Linked DNA regions of Oryctolagus cuniculus: region 2 is linked to region 1. A link is a contact called in public Hi-C data. All regions are on one chromosome and are shown on one strand. Each heading gives the region's core, a stretch centred on a gene start, on an enhancer-like site or on the middle of the called end of the contact. The rest is flanking DNA. Distances are from core to core; before and after follow the strand shown.

Region 1 (6,408 bases), core at 576-3,075:
TCCCACTCCACTTCTGATTCCAGTTTCCTGCTGAGGTACACCCTGGGAGGCAGCAATGATGGATCCATTCCTTGTATTCTTACCACCCACATGGAACACCCAGATCGAGTTCTGGCTTCAGCCTAGCCCACCCAGCAACTGCCCTGTTGCAGGCTTTTAGAGAGTGAACCAGTGGATGGTAGATTCTCTCGCTCTCGCTCTCGCTCTCACTCTTGCTCTCTCTCTCTGTCCCCACCCCCCACTTCCTGTCATTTTGCCTTTCAAATAAATAAATCATTTTCAAAAAAAAAAATTCTCAGCCCTCTTAGAAAATCTCCCTGGGTTTCAGTTTTCTGATCTGTGAAACGGAGGCAATAACAAATTGAAAAGGCCACGCGGCACTGAGTCAGTGATCATCAAAGAGGAATCTAAAGATGACACAGAAATCGGGGAAATACATGAGACCTGTGCCTAAAGACTATTTAAACTAAAAACTCCGTAGAACCCAAAAAGCCAGAGCCAGCATTGCACAGGTTTGAGGTATGGAACTTTATCTGAATTAGAATAAACCTTGAAATCGTGTCCTCACTGGAAACATTCCGATTGCATCTACTATTTCAGGGCTGCCCCCACCACCAGCACCACCATGCCAGTAAGAAAAAGTGCAGCTCTTGCAGAGATGGAACACAGAAGCAAACTTTCACTAGAGCTTTCTCTCCCTTTTGCTTTGCAACCACACTGGTCTTAGCCCGTAATGGATTTGGCTCTGAACAGAACCCATGTGCTGCCAGCTGGGGCTACAGCAATCACTCCAGAAAGCCAAGTGCCTTTTCTAATAAAAGGGCCCTCGCTATCAACATGTCATTTATAATGTTCAGTAAACACTCCTGATTTAGCTGTTGTTACCATAAAAAAAATTGCCTAAAACTTCTTAGGAAAAGCCCCGGCCTGACCAAAACTAAGAAAAGCATGGGTCAGAGGAAAATGTTTGACCACCCCTAGCAACGGTTGAAAAGGTAGCGGATTTGCACCCTGAAAATGTCTTCTACCCTACCCTGTTAGAAACGTCCCTAAAATGTGTCAGCTGCGAGGGAGATCCCCTCCTCGTCACAACTCTTGTGCAAGGAGTGGGGAAAAGGCTTCTGTTAGGCACCTCTGAGATCCGTCCGCTCAATCACACTTAAAGAGTGTTCTTTCGGTCTCTCTGGCTAAGCTCCTACCGGGCAGGAGGCCAGAGAGGGGAATCCAGCCACGTGCCCCCTCTGAGCATCTGCTTGGCTGGGTGACTGGTCTGGAATCAGCCAAGGCAAATGACAAAATGCATCCTGCGCGTCGTGACCCCGCAAGTCACTGCGGAAGACTCCAGGGCACCATTTTGAGAGCGCCTTGGAGTCCACCCCGACATGGCTGGAGACGTGCTCTGGTATTTAGGGTTTCCGTTCCAGTAGGAGCCCTGGGGCCTCTGCCTTTGTCCATTCTTTCAAGTTAACTGATTGCCGACCAGAAGGAAGGCTCCTCTGCCTTCCCAGCTGGAGAGAGCACCCCTTGCCTCTCATCACCGAGCTCTTGGTGGATCCAAGAGCCCCACGTGCTGGTCCCTGGGAGTTCTAACTCAGATCACCTATAAACTGGGGATGTGCTACCCCAGGCCTTGGCCAGTCGCCTCCCTGGAGACCCTTCACGTTCAAGGGCTCCTCCCCATGCCTGGAGAATGGGCAGAGGCACAAATGCCTCTTTAGCCAGGAAGTCACTTTCTGAATCTGGGACAGCTGTTGAGTTCCCTGGAATACTTGTCTATTGTGCAACCATGTTCCCCTCCGATTAGAGTAATACCACTGGCAGCAACCAAGCCTGTCCGCTTTCCAAGGACGCTGTGCCAAAGGCCTGGTGCTGAAGCAGAGATCTAGCGTGCTCTTCACACTGCTGCTTTTTTCCCCTCCAACTGGAAATTATCTGTCCTTGAAAAAAAATAGGGTGGAAATTTTAGTAGAAAATGGAGTAGATTTAGCTAACAGACGAGTAAAAAAAGAAATTAATAAAATTGAGGAAGAGATTTGAGTGTGTCCCAAACTGGACACTCCCATTTCCTGGAGAAGCCATGTGTAATAATAATGAAAACCTACACTGCAACTTCAGAGGAAATATTTGTTCATCTAGTACCGATTTTAGATTCTGTAGATGTTTACTTAATTTTCCATTACTGGTGTGCAACAAAATAATAAGGGAAACATATGCTCATGCCCAGAGCTGTTAGATAATTGTTTAAAATCCTATTTTCCACTTAGTGATCAACAGTAAACACTACAAAAAGTGTCCTTTTCTCTGTCATGGATAAAATTATGTTTGGTTAAGGGATTTGGACACATTCCAGTTAATACAATTAAAGCATCAAGCTGCAAAAAAAAATGTTATTGAATCCCATTAGCATGGATATTCCCCTAAGGGAGGCTCCCATTAGCATGGATATTCCCCTAAGGGAGGCTATCTATTGAAAATATTTTTATAAGAAATATGCAATAAAATTAGAGAGAATACTTTTTTGAGCCAGCAATCATGTCATGTGAATCCCCTATTTTAAAAATATAGGTTTGCAAATATCTCTGGTCCTATTCATTGAGCTCTCAGCATAAGTTGCTTGGTACCATCCTCTGATCTCCTCATACTGATTTTTAATCCATTTATTTGTTTACTTTATTACAGAGTGTTTCTCTAGCCCAAGCTACTTGAGGATTTTTTTCATCATATTCATAGTCACGTTCTTGATTGGGTTGCTTAAAATCCTGATCATTAGACAAGTGATACTACAATGGAATAGCAGTAAAATCAAGTCCTCCTCAGATTACAGAGTGTCAGCCTCAAAAAAGGTCAGTGAATTAAAAAAAAAATGCTGCCAGTAATTATTGTCTAGCTACATTATTTAGGCCCTTAACTAACAACAATATTTCTTCTCCGTCAAGGATAAGCTGATTCTGCAGAGTGTTTGCACAAGAGCAGTGACCTACCGACGTGAGAAACCTGAAGAGATAAAATTGGATATCAGTAAATTAAATGCTCATGAAACTTTCAGGTGCAACTTCTAAGAAAAAAAGATTTAAAAAAATACTTTGTGGGAAACTGATTTTTCAATAACTGCTCCTAAAAAAGGATAGTTCTAAAAGTCACAGGAGGAGACAGATTGTTCCAGATTGTGCCAGTTGCTGGATGGATTCGAGTGAAGACTGCCAAGCATCCTCATCGTCATGTGACTCACATAGCTGCTGAATTTTTCAGAGAAAAATGTCTTACTACTGTTTGAGACTAGTGTCATTGTAGCACTTTACTGTAATATATAACTTATTTAGATCAACCTAGAATGTAGATCATCTGAAGAGCACTGATTACACTTTACAGGTACCTTCCATTCCTATGCTTCCCAGAGAGAGAGAGACAACGCTGTGAGAGAGTTGCATTGTGCCACCACAAGGGTACAGTGATCCCTGCATTGACCATGCAGACGAAAAATATCATCTGGTAGTTACACCGGATGTTTTAGGCCAATTTTGCCCAACACTTCAACTGTTGGCAATGAGTAGACAAGAACAACTAGATGAATAAATGGTTAGTGTCTCATTTATTCAAGAGGTGAACATATGAAAGCTTAATATTAAGGGATATTGCTTCTGAAACTGTATAGTTTAATGCATGTGTGTTGATCTTTTCTTTTTTTCAAGATGGTTGCAAATTCTAACACTCTCTCCTCTTTCTCTTTGTAGTTTGTTTTTCTCCCCTGCAGGATAAGTTTATATGTCACAAATGACTGGACTGAATAAGTGCTAAGTTACTACTGCATACAGAACTAATAATACAATGTCACTTTATTAGAATACTGGTTTTAAAGGCTGAATGTTAATGAGAAACACTGTAAACTGTTGTCCAAACCGGAATAGCTTCATTGTTTGCAGACCTAGTGTTTTGATTTCTTCTTCACCTGGTAAACTGGATGGATTGTTCAACCCTTTCATTTGTGTAGTCATTAAGGTAAATTCTGCAAGCCATTTAGAAAGTTTGCCTCAAGCAATTGAATGAGTTCTCTTTCACAGTTTTGAGTGCAAATAGCTGTTAGGGGTTTTTTAAATGAGCAGCTCTATTTGCCCTTCAGTTCGACCTAGAAAGTCATGCTTTCTCTGGATTACCCAACCATACCCACCAGAACTCATACAGGTATAAAATCAGAAGAGGGAAGATGATTTAAATAAGCTCATTCACCTGTCTAGTAAGTCAGGGAACTGAGACTCAGAAAATTTAAATGATGTCTTGAAACACACCCAACTGATAAAGTGACAGCATTAGGAAAAAGCTTCTGTCTTATTGCTGGGCCAGTGTTCATTGCACAATATCATGCTACCTCTTTAAGATATCCAACTGACAAAAAATTTTAAATGGGATTTACTGAAGTCTTAAGAACATAAGAAGACATTTCAAAGCAATGCTGAAATGAGTAATTCAAACCAAATTCTCCATATTGGCTTCCAGTGTTTCCTGCTCACCAGCCTGAAAGGGCGCACCCACAGGGAAATGCACACACTCCATAGCCTGGATGAACAGTGCCCCCTGCAGTTGTACAGTGCGCAGCTTGAGGCCTTGATAAAAAGGCCTTGTGCTCTCTCTCCCTCAAAGAAAACTTTACAACTCTCTATTCCCATGGACTTGGTCAATCTGGGTCTCCTGGCTGGTGGTCCAACAAGCCTGTGTGTAGGACAGAGTTTTGCCTATGAGCACAAAGGGATTTATTTAAAGCATCTTTTAACTAAGTTCCCAGATTTGCTGCCTTCTAGTACTTGAGCTTAAGTACTAGATATTTGCATGGTGGTGAAGACAGCCCTAGAGAGGACTGAGAAACCTTTCATAAGTTGCTCTGGAGCCAACTACACCACAGCTCCTCTGGCTGTCACAGCCCTGCAGTGATGATCCTACATGGCGTGGCACTTGCTTCCTCGTATAGAGACTGGGGACATGAACAACACGTGGCACTGTGTTTTACTCATGTGAGCAACCTTTGCTTACTCAAGACTATGTACAAAGTGCATTTGTGTCCTGTAACACATACTATCCATTTTAAAGGGAAAAAAAAGGATGCCTAACAACTTCTAAAATACAAAAATGGAAGATATCCATGATTCAAATGCTAAATTTTCTTAAAGGGACATTACACTGTTAATGAACAGTAAACTAATTGCCATATGGACTGAATGTCCATATGAGTATAATAAAATGAGATCCTTAAAAACCAAGGATGTATATTTTTCTACCCTCTCAAGTTTGCCTTAGTGGCATAGTGTACAGAGAGTGTGACCAAAGGAGGGGCAGACTTTCTCACAGGAAACTCAGTGCTAGCTGGTGATTGTAGTTATGCTCATGACATCTTGTGCTTTCTTGTTGTTTCGGTTTTTTTTTTTTAACTTAATGAGCTAATTCTTAAATATTTTAGAGCTTATCTTTTACTTGAATAATTGATATATTTTCTGTATAATGGTTTGTGAAAAGAGAATTAATATTTGACTAGTTAGAATTAATTAAAAGATAAGGGGACACAGGGTATTCTTAGATTAAATAATTTATGTACATAAAGCCTATTTTCAACTACTAGGACTACAGGAGCCTTTTGAGTTTCATTGATATTAAATACAACTATAGAAATTTTAGTTTGTTAATAATATTTAGAACTTGAACACCACTTTGGTACGGCAGCATTTTGTGCCCTGAAGTTTGTAATGACTTAAAGACGTGCCATACATACACTACAACACAGCTGAGCGCTGTGTGCGTCTGATTTCTCTGGGGACATCTTTACACTGCAGTGCACATATATTTGTAGGCGTTCGCTGTACTTTTGGAAATCTGCTAACATTTATTAAGTCTTAGAAGTTCCCTGAAAGATTAAAAAATTCACTAAAAATCTGACAGGGTCCTAAATATTTAATTTGGCATTGATTTACAAAAGTAACCCCAAAAGCCCAAGGTTAAACAGAATTAATATATCTGGAGGTGAATTTTTCAAAACTGATAAATAAAATTAATGGATGAATACATCAGATGCAGCACATCATGGAATAATAAATCCCCAATATTTTAAAAGATATTTACTTAATCTTCATTGAAGACATCCCTGAGACACTGACGTATGTCGTGGTAGACCATGGAATGGAAAGGTTTTCTCCACATCACTGTATTCCTTCTGGTACCTGATAACATAGATTACACTCAGTGACTTTTCCTTTCCTTCCTGTTTTTCCCTCCACATGTTTCCAAGACGTTGCCCTAAAGTTTCAAGCTCCATAAACTTAATAGTGAAAAAAATCACTGAATTGATTGATATAATGAAGTTCTTGATTCCCATTCACCTTACCAATTTTAAAACGCCTTTGAATCTATGCTCCTAAACAAGCATAG
Region 2 (6,128 bases), core at 2,663-5,162, 180 kb after region 1:
CCCTGCCCCTACATGGGAGACTTGCATTGAGTTCCTATCTCCTACCTTCAGCCTGATCCAGTTCTGGTTGTTGTAGCTATTTAGAAAATGAACCAGTGGGTGGAACCACTCTCTCTGTATCTGTCTTTCTCTCTCTTTCTTCCTCCCTCTCAAATAATTTAATTTGCATAGGTTCCAGGCACTGTTCTAAGAGCTTTTTTTTTATTTTTAAAGATTTTATTTATTTATTTGACAGGTAGAGTTACAGACAGTGAGAGAGAGAGAGACAGAGAGAAAGGTCTTCCTTCTCTCCCCAAATGGCCACTACGGCCAGAGCTGCGCCCATCCGAAGCCAGGAGCCAGGTGCTTCTTCCTGGTCTCCCATGCAGGTGCAGGAGCCCAAGCATTTGGGCCATCTTCCACTGCTATCCCAGGCCACAGCAGAGAGCTGGATTGGAAGAGGAGCAACCGGGACTAGAACCGGTGCCCATATGGGATGCCGGCACCGCAGGTAGAGGATTAACCTAGTGTGTCACGGGGCCGGCCCTTGTTCTAAGAGCTTTAAAAATTCTTTTAAAAATTAACCAATTAACTCTACTGAACATCCCATGAGTTAGATGCTAATTATATTCCTTTTCCTGCATGAAAGCAGTGGAGCACAGAGAAGTTAAGCAACTTGTCCCAAGTGGCAGAGCTGGCAGTGGTAAATTTGAATCAGGAATCCATCAATCTGGTTCCAGAGTCTGTTCTGTGCAATACTTCTTTTCTCATAAGCCTTTATGATTGATGGGAAAATTACAGGTTTACATTTTCCTACTGGAATTTAGATCAGAACAATTTGACACAAGCAAAATTTTAGAGCTTGCTAGCCGGGAACCATATTAATTTAGAATTTTTTCTTGTTAGAAATGATAGCCACGAAAACTAAACACACAATGGCGAAAGCTAGAAACAGGACAGCTTGATATGAACTGTGATTTAATAACGTCCTAGAATCTACATAAAAACTTTTGATTGGTCAATCTTACCAAGGAGGCATGTACCAATGCCATCTCACTTGTTAAAGTGATAAGTTTAAGTACATAATTGATCAAAAAGATAGGGTAAGTGTCCAAGAGATTTCACAAATAAGACCAGTGTCTGCAAATAATGAAGGATAGAAATAAAAGGGAGAGAATGATCCTGCGGGGGAAGCGGGACACACAGCAGACTCATAGAATGGCAAATGCCCAAAACAGCACTCTGGCCTCAGAATCAACCCTTGGGGCATTCGGATCTGGCTAAAAGGCCCATGAGAGTCTCACAGGCATGGAAAGCCAAGACACTGTGGCAAAAACAACCTGAATGAAAGATCTCAGTGAACAAGACCCCAGCAGAAAGAATAGGCCATCAAAGAAGGAGGCACCTTTCGCTGAAGGGAGGAAGGAACCTCCACTGTGATATGGCCTTGACTAAACAAGTTCAGAGTTGGTGAACTCAAGAGGCTTCCATAGCGTTGACAGCTCATGGCAAGAGCCTTGGGTAATTACTGATGTCATAAATAAGAGTGTCAGTTCTTAAATCAACAATGGGAGTCACTGTGCATCTGCTCCCCACGTAGGATCTCTGTCCTTAATGTGTTTTACTATGAGAGTTAACAATAACACTACTAGTCGAACAGTCCTCTATATCTTTTGTGGGTGTGTGGGTGCAGTCTGTTGAAATCTTTGCTTAGTATATACTAAGTTGATCTTCTGTGTATAAAGATAATTGAAAATTAATCTTGATGAAGAGTGGGATGGGAGAGGGAATGGGAGATGGGAGGGCTGCGGGAGGGAGGGAGGTTGCGGGGAGAAAGCCACACAATGCAAAAGTTGCACTTTGTAAATTCACATTTATTAAATAAAAAAAATAAAACTTTCGATCGGAATAAAAGCAACTTCTGGGAAATCTGTGTCCATAGAATGCTATGCGAAGAATAACCGAAGACAAAATAGATTTCACAGTGCCTGCTCTTCTGTGCCAGCCAGGATGGGCTAAGCAATGTGATGCTTACAGGGGACAACAAGTTGCAGTCATGTCAAGGGTTTGCAATCGAAAAGGTTGTTTTTCTGCTCTTCTCTGCTCAAGTCTCACACATGTTGCAAGGGGTGCTGCTTCCAGTGTCCCCTCCTGGGACCCTCACCTCTGATGTGTCCTTAGTTGAGGTGACAAGCTCTCTCTTACTTCTTTACCACATTAATTCACTTCTATGCCTGCCTCTAGACGGGTTATGTTGAAGTGCCATGCCCAGGGTGCTTCAGAATCAAGAGGAACCTCTCATTACTAAGTATTTCACCCAATCAGAATCCATCATGTGCTGACATTGTGGTGTAACAACCTAAGCTGCTACTTGGGACACCCACATCCCATATTGGAGTGCCTGGGATCACTTCCTGCCTTTGCTTCCGATCTAACTTCCTGTCAATGCACCTAGGAGGCTGTAGATGATGGCTCAATAACTTGGGCCCTTGCCACCCACAGGGGAGACACAGATAAAGTTCCTGGCTCCTGACTTCAGTCTGGCCCAGCCCTGGTTGTTGCCGGCATTTGGGGAGTGAACCAGTGGATGGAAAATCCTTCTCTATGTCTCTCTCTTTCTCTCCTCTCTCTCTCTCTTCCTCTCTCTCTCTCTCTTTCTCTTTCACTCTCTCACTGTATGTGTGTTGCTCTGCCTTTCTAATAAATAAACAAATAAGCATTTTTAAAAATCAAAGCAAATGAAAATCAATCAGCATGTGGCACCCAGAAAACCACATGAACTCTGTGCTCTGATGACAAGGAAGAGCCGTGGCAAGGGGAGCGAGCTATCAGTGGGGCAGCCGGCAAACGTTTTTGCCATGGTGAGTGTTGGCAACAACAATGAGAATGCTAGCAAATTCAGCGGTCACTGGGAACTCACAAGAAGCCAGACAAAGGGCTGTGTTTGCCTTCCTTCACTCAATGCCCAAGTCCTACAAGGTCAGCCCTTTCTTTCCATGCCTATTTTACTGACAAAAACGCTGAAGAGCTAAGGATAAAATACCTTTGTGGGCCTTCAATCCAGTAAATATTGGGCCTGGGACAAGATCCCCAGGCAGGGATTTCACTTCAATCCCATCCAGGTGGCATGTACCAATGCCATCTTACTAGTCAAACTGATCAGTTTAAGTTCATAATTGATCGTAATAATAGGATTAAGTACCAAAGTGATCACATAAACAAGACTAGTGTCTGCTAATACTAACTGATAGAATAAAAAATGGAGAGAAAGATCCAACATGGCAAGTGGGATCCACAGCAGACTCATAGAATGGCAGATGTCCTAAATAGCACCCAGGCCTCAGAATCAGCCCTTAAGGCAATCGGATCTGGCTGAAGAGCCCATGAGAGTTTCTCAGGCATCAGTGCTTTGTACTTTGTGTGTTTGTTTTAGTGCAAACTGTTGAAATCTCTACTTAGTAAATACTAAGTTGATCTTCTGTATATAAAAATAATTGAAAATGAGTCTTGATGAAGAATGGGATGGGAGAGGGAGTGGGAAGTAGGGTGGTTGCAGGTGGGTGGGAGGTTGTGGGAGGAAGGGCCGCTATAATCCAGAAGTTGTACTTTGGAAATTTATTTTTCTTAAATAAAATTTGAAAAGATCCCTAGGCAGGCGGCTCAGTCTCCACTCCTGCAAGTGCTGCCCTCGAATGCTTCCCGGCCGAATTGCCCCAGAGTCAGGGCACTGGACGCTTTATCTCCGGGGATCGCAGGCTCTGCAATAGTATTCACCACTGCAGCTTGACTGCAACGTGAATTTGACCCTGGAAGCAGAGCTTCCACCATAAATTTCCCCAAGAGCCTGGTGCCAAGATCACGGAGAACAGCCTGTGCTCTTCAGACGACAGTGATAAGAGGGCCGACGCTGCTGAGAGCTGCAAGTGCTGACCCGGCAGCATGTCTCCAGGCAAGGGGCATTTCTGCTGCCTCACTGCAGCCTGTGCACTGGCTCCTCGGGGAGCAGCTGGGACGCGGCACGCTAGAGCCTCATGCTATTGCAAGGGCCGTCATGCTATTGCAAGGGCCGTCAGCAGGAAGTCCACTGAGCCTGCACTGGGTCCTGCCTGCCTACTCATTTGAAGGTTAAGAGACCCTTTCCATTCCAAAGTGAGAGCAATGGAAGAAAAAGGGGAGCCTCTGCCTACAAAAATTATGCTGAAATCATTCAGCCACCCCTGAGAATTCACACCAATGACACCAAAATAAAATGTAACTAGCAGAGTGTGTGGTGTTGGCTCTCCAGCAGGTGCTTGCTGTGCTGTGGTCACTGGCACAACACACACACACACACACACACACACATACAGCATGTCTTCTCTGTCCTGCCCCATGTCCCCATGTATGTTCCCTACACTCAGCTGGATCTCTCTCAACCCTCTGCATCCCCACTGGATTCTTTCCTTAACCCTTGGCTGCATCGGACTCTGTTAGGACGTATTAGTTCAGGCTTTTCATCGGCCCCTGGCTGGTCTGCTGTTCCAACCCCACGAGGACCAAGGAGGCTCTAACAGGTTCCCACTTTCCCCTGGTTATACCCTGGAACCCTAAGATATAAGGCATCAATTCTTTTCTGTTTTGGGATATGGGTGAGGTGGGGGAAAGGGCAGGATTGGGCTCTCTCCCATTCACTCCTATCACCCCTACATTATGTTGATTTTTGGTATAATCTCCATGCCTTGTTGCTTTTGAGACTTTGTATTCTGATATTCCCAAGCCAAACTTTTGAACTTTAAAACACATTATCTGTTGCAAGCACTTGGCTTCTATGAGTGTTGGCTTTGGTATGAATTTAAAAATCCATTCATCACTCCAGCTGACACCACCTCTTTCAGCTGTACCTGCCCTCCTTCTGAGAGCAAATGTGTAAAGAAAATTAGGTAGTGGGGAAAAGAGAATGAATTCAAAGCTGCCCAGTAAGGGAGCAGAGAAGCGAGGTCAGGAAACTGTGGTTGATGTACCTCTAGATACTATTCACTGGATCTGCTTTCTGGAACGCCGAGCGGGTTCTCTTATTCTGAGGTTACTCTGTCGTTGTAAACAGCTAAGTTGTACAGCAATTGCTCTGTGCCAGCACCTTGGACGACTTTATCCTTCCATCCTCACAAACAACACTACAAGTTGGAGGTTTTTATCTTGCTTCCCAGATAAGGAAGGGGAGTCTCCGGAACATTCCTCAACCATGTCCACAAAGGTTGCAGCTGGTAGAACCAGCCGCTATGCTAGTCCCTGGGTGTATGAAGATTAATGACATCAAGTTGAATAATATGAAGACAAATGCACTGACTGGTGCAGACACCAAACTTTTCAACGGATCCTGATGGCCCATTTGGCTGAGATTGCTGTTGAGACTTCTACAAACAGGAGGGCCATTTGACTAAGGATGATGGGACGTGTCCCACAGAGATTGGCACCTGAGCTATTCATGAAAGGTAAGGAGGAAGTTTAGACAAGTGGAGCAAATGAGAAGAGAACCAAAAGACAGGGTATTTTAGGTACAAGCAACAGTATCCATACAAGCAAAGAAGCAAAGTGAAACAGAATGCTTTGCTCCTTGCCTTAGACTATTTCTCCAGTTATCTACAAGTGACCCCAAAACTTCAGTTTATGTAACAACAGTTACTATATTTATAAGCCCTCTTTGGAACAGAGATCACCTGTGCCCTGCTTAGCATCATCCAGGATAGCGTTAATGCTGGGGACTGAAATCCAGGGAAGCCTCATTCACATGTAAATCCACACTGGCAGGCAGCTGAGTCCTTACCTGGGTCTGTGCAGGATCACCTTACTCCTGGTCTGTCCACGTGGCATGGACTTCCTCACAATATGGTGGCTGAGTTCAGCAGTGAATGCCCTGAGAGAGAGAGTAAAACAAGTGGAAGCCATAACACACTTTTAACAAGCCTTGTAAGTCAGGCAATGCCACTTCCACCATGCATGTCTGTTGAGACAGCTACGAAATGCTACCTGATTTCAAAGGAAAAAGAAAACATCTCAACGTTTGAGTAGTTGTGAAAGTTTTCTGGCAGAGTATGTTGAGCTGGAAATTTAGCTGTGGTCATTTTTTGAAGCATACCATAGGGCATAACTGTAACCGTGGAGCAACCATA

Evidence for each region. Hi-C and Micro-C count contacts between places; a contact is called where the count stands out from the background.
Region 2: a contact with region 1 is called in a Hi-C map of skin fibroblasts, with 2.7 times the contacts expected there. The contact joins two enhancer-like sites. A contact is called at or near these places in 3 of 6 Hi-C or Micro-C datasets (embryonic fibroblasts, skin fibroblasts and an unstated tissue).

What each region holds. Positions count from the first base shown.
Region 1 is chr16:12,474,721-12,481,128 of mOryCun1.1, forward strand. It overlaps ITGB8 (integrin subunit beta 8), which reads left to right. Exons shown (of 14, transcript NM_001082304.1): 13 at 2,680-2,843; 14 at 2,937-3,067. The coding sequence ends at 3,059. Among named protein-coding and RNA genes, the nearest start is that of ITGB8, 86 kb to the left of the region's middle. Within about 2 kb of position 1,826, at least 2 of the 8 cell types and tissues checked have an H3K27ac peak or open chromatin away from gene starts, as enhancers often do.
Region 2 is chr16:12,655,584-12,661,711 of mOryCun1.1, forward strand. No RefSeq gene overlaps it. Among named protein-coding and RNA genes, the nearest start is that of ABCB5, 21 kb to the right of the region's middle. Within about 2 kb of position 3,913, at least 1 of the 8 cell types and tissues checked has an H3K27ac peak or open chromatin away from gene starts, as enhancers often do.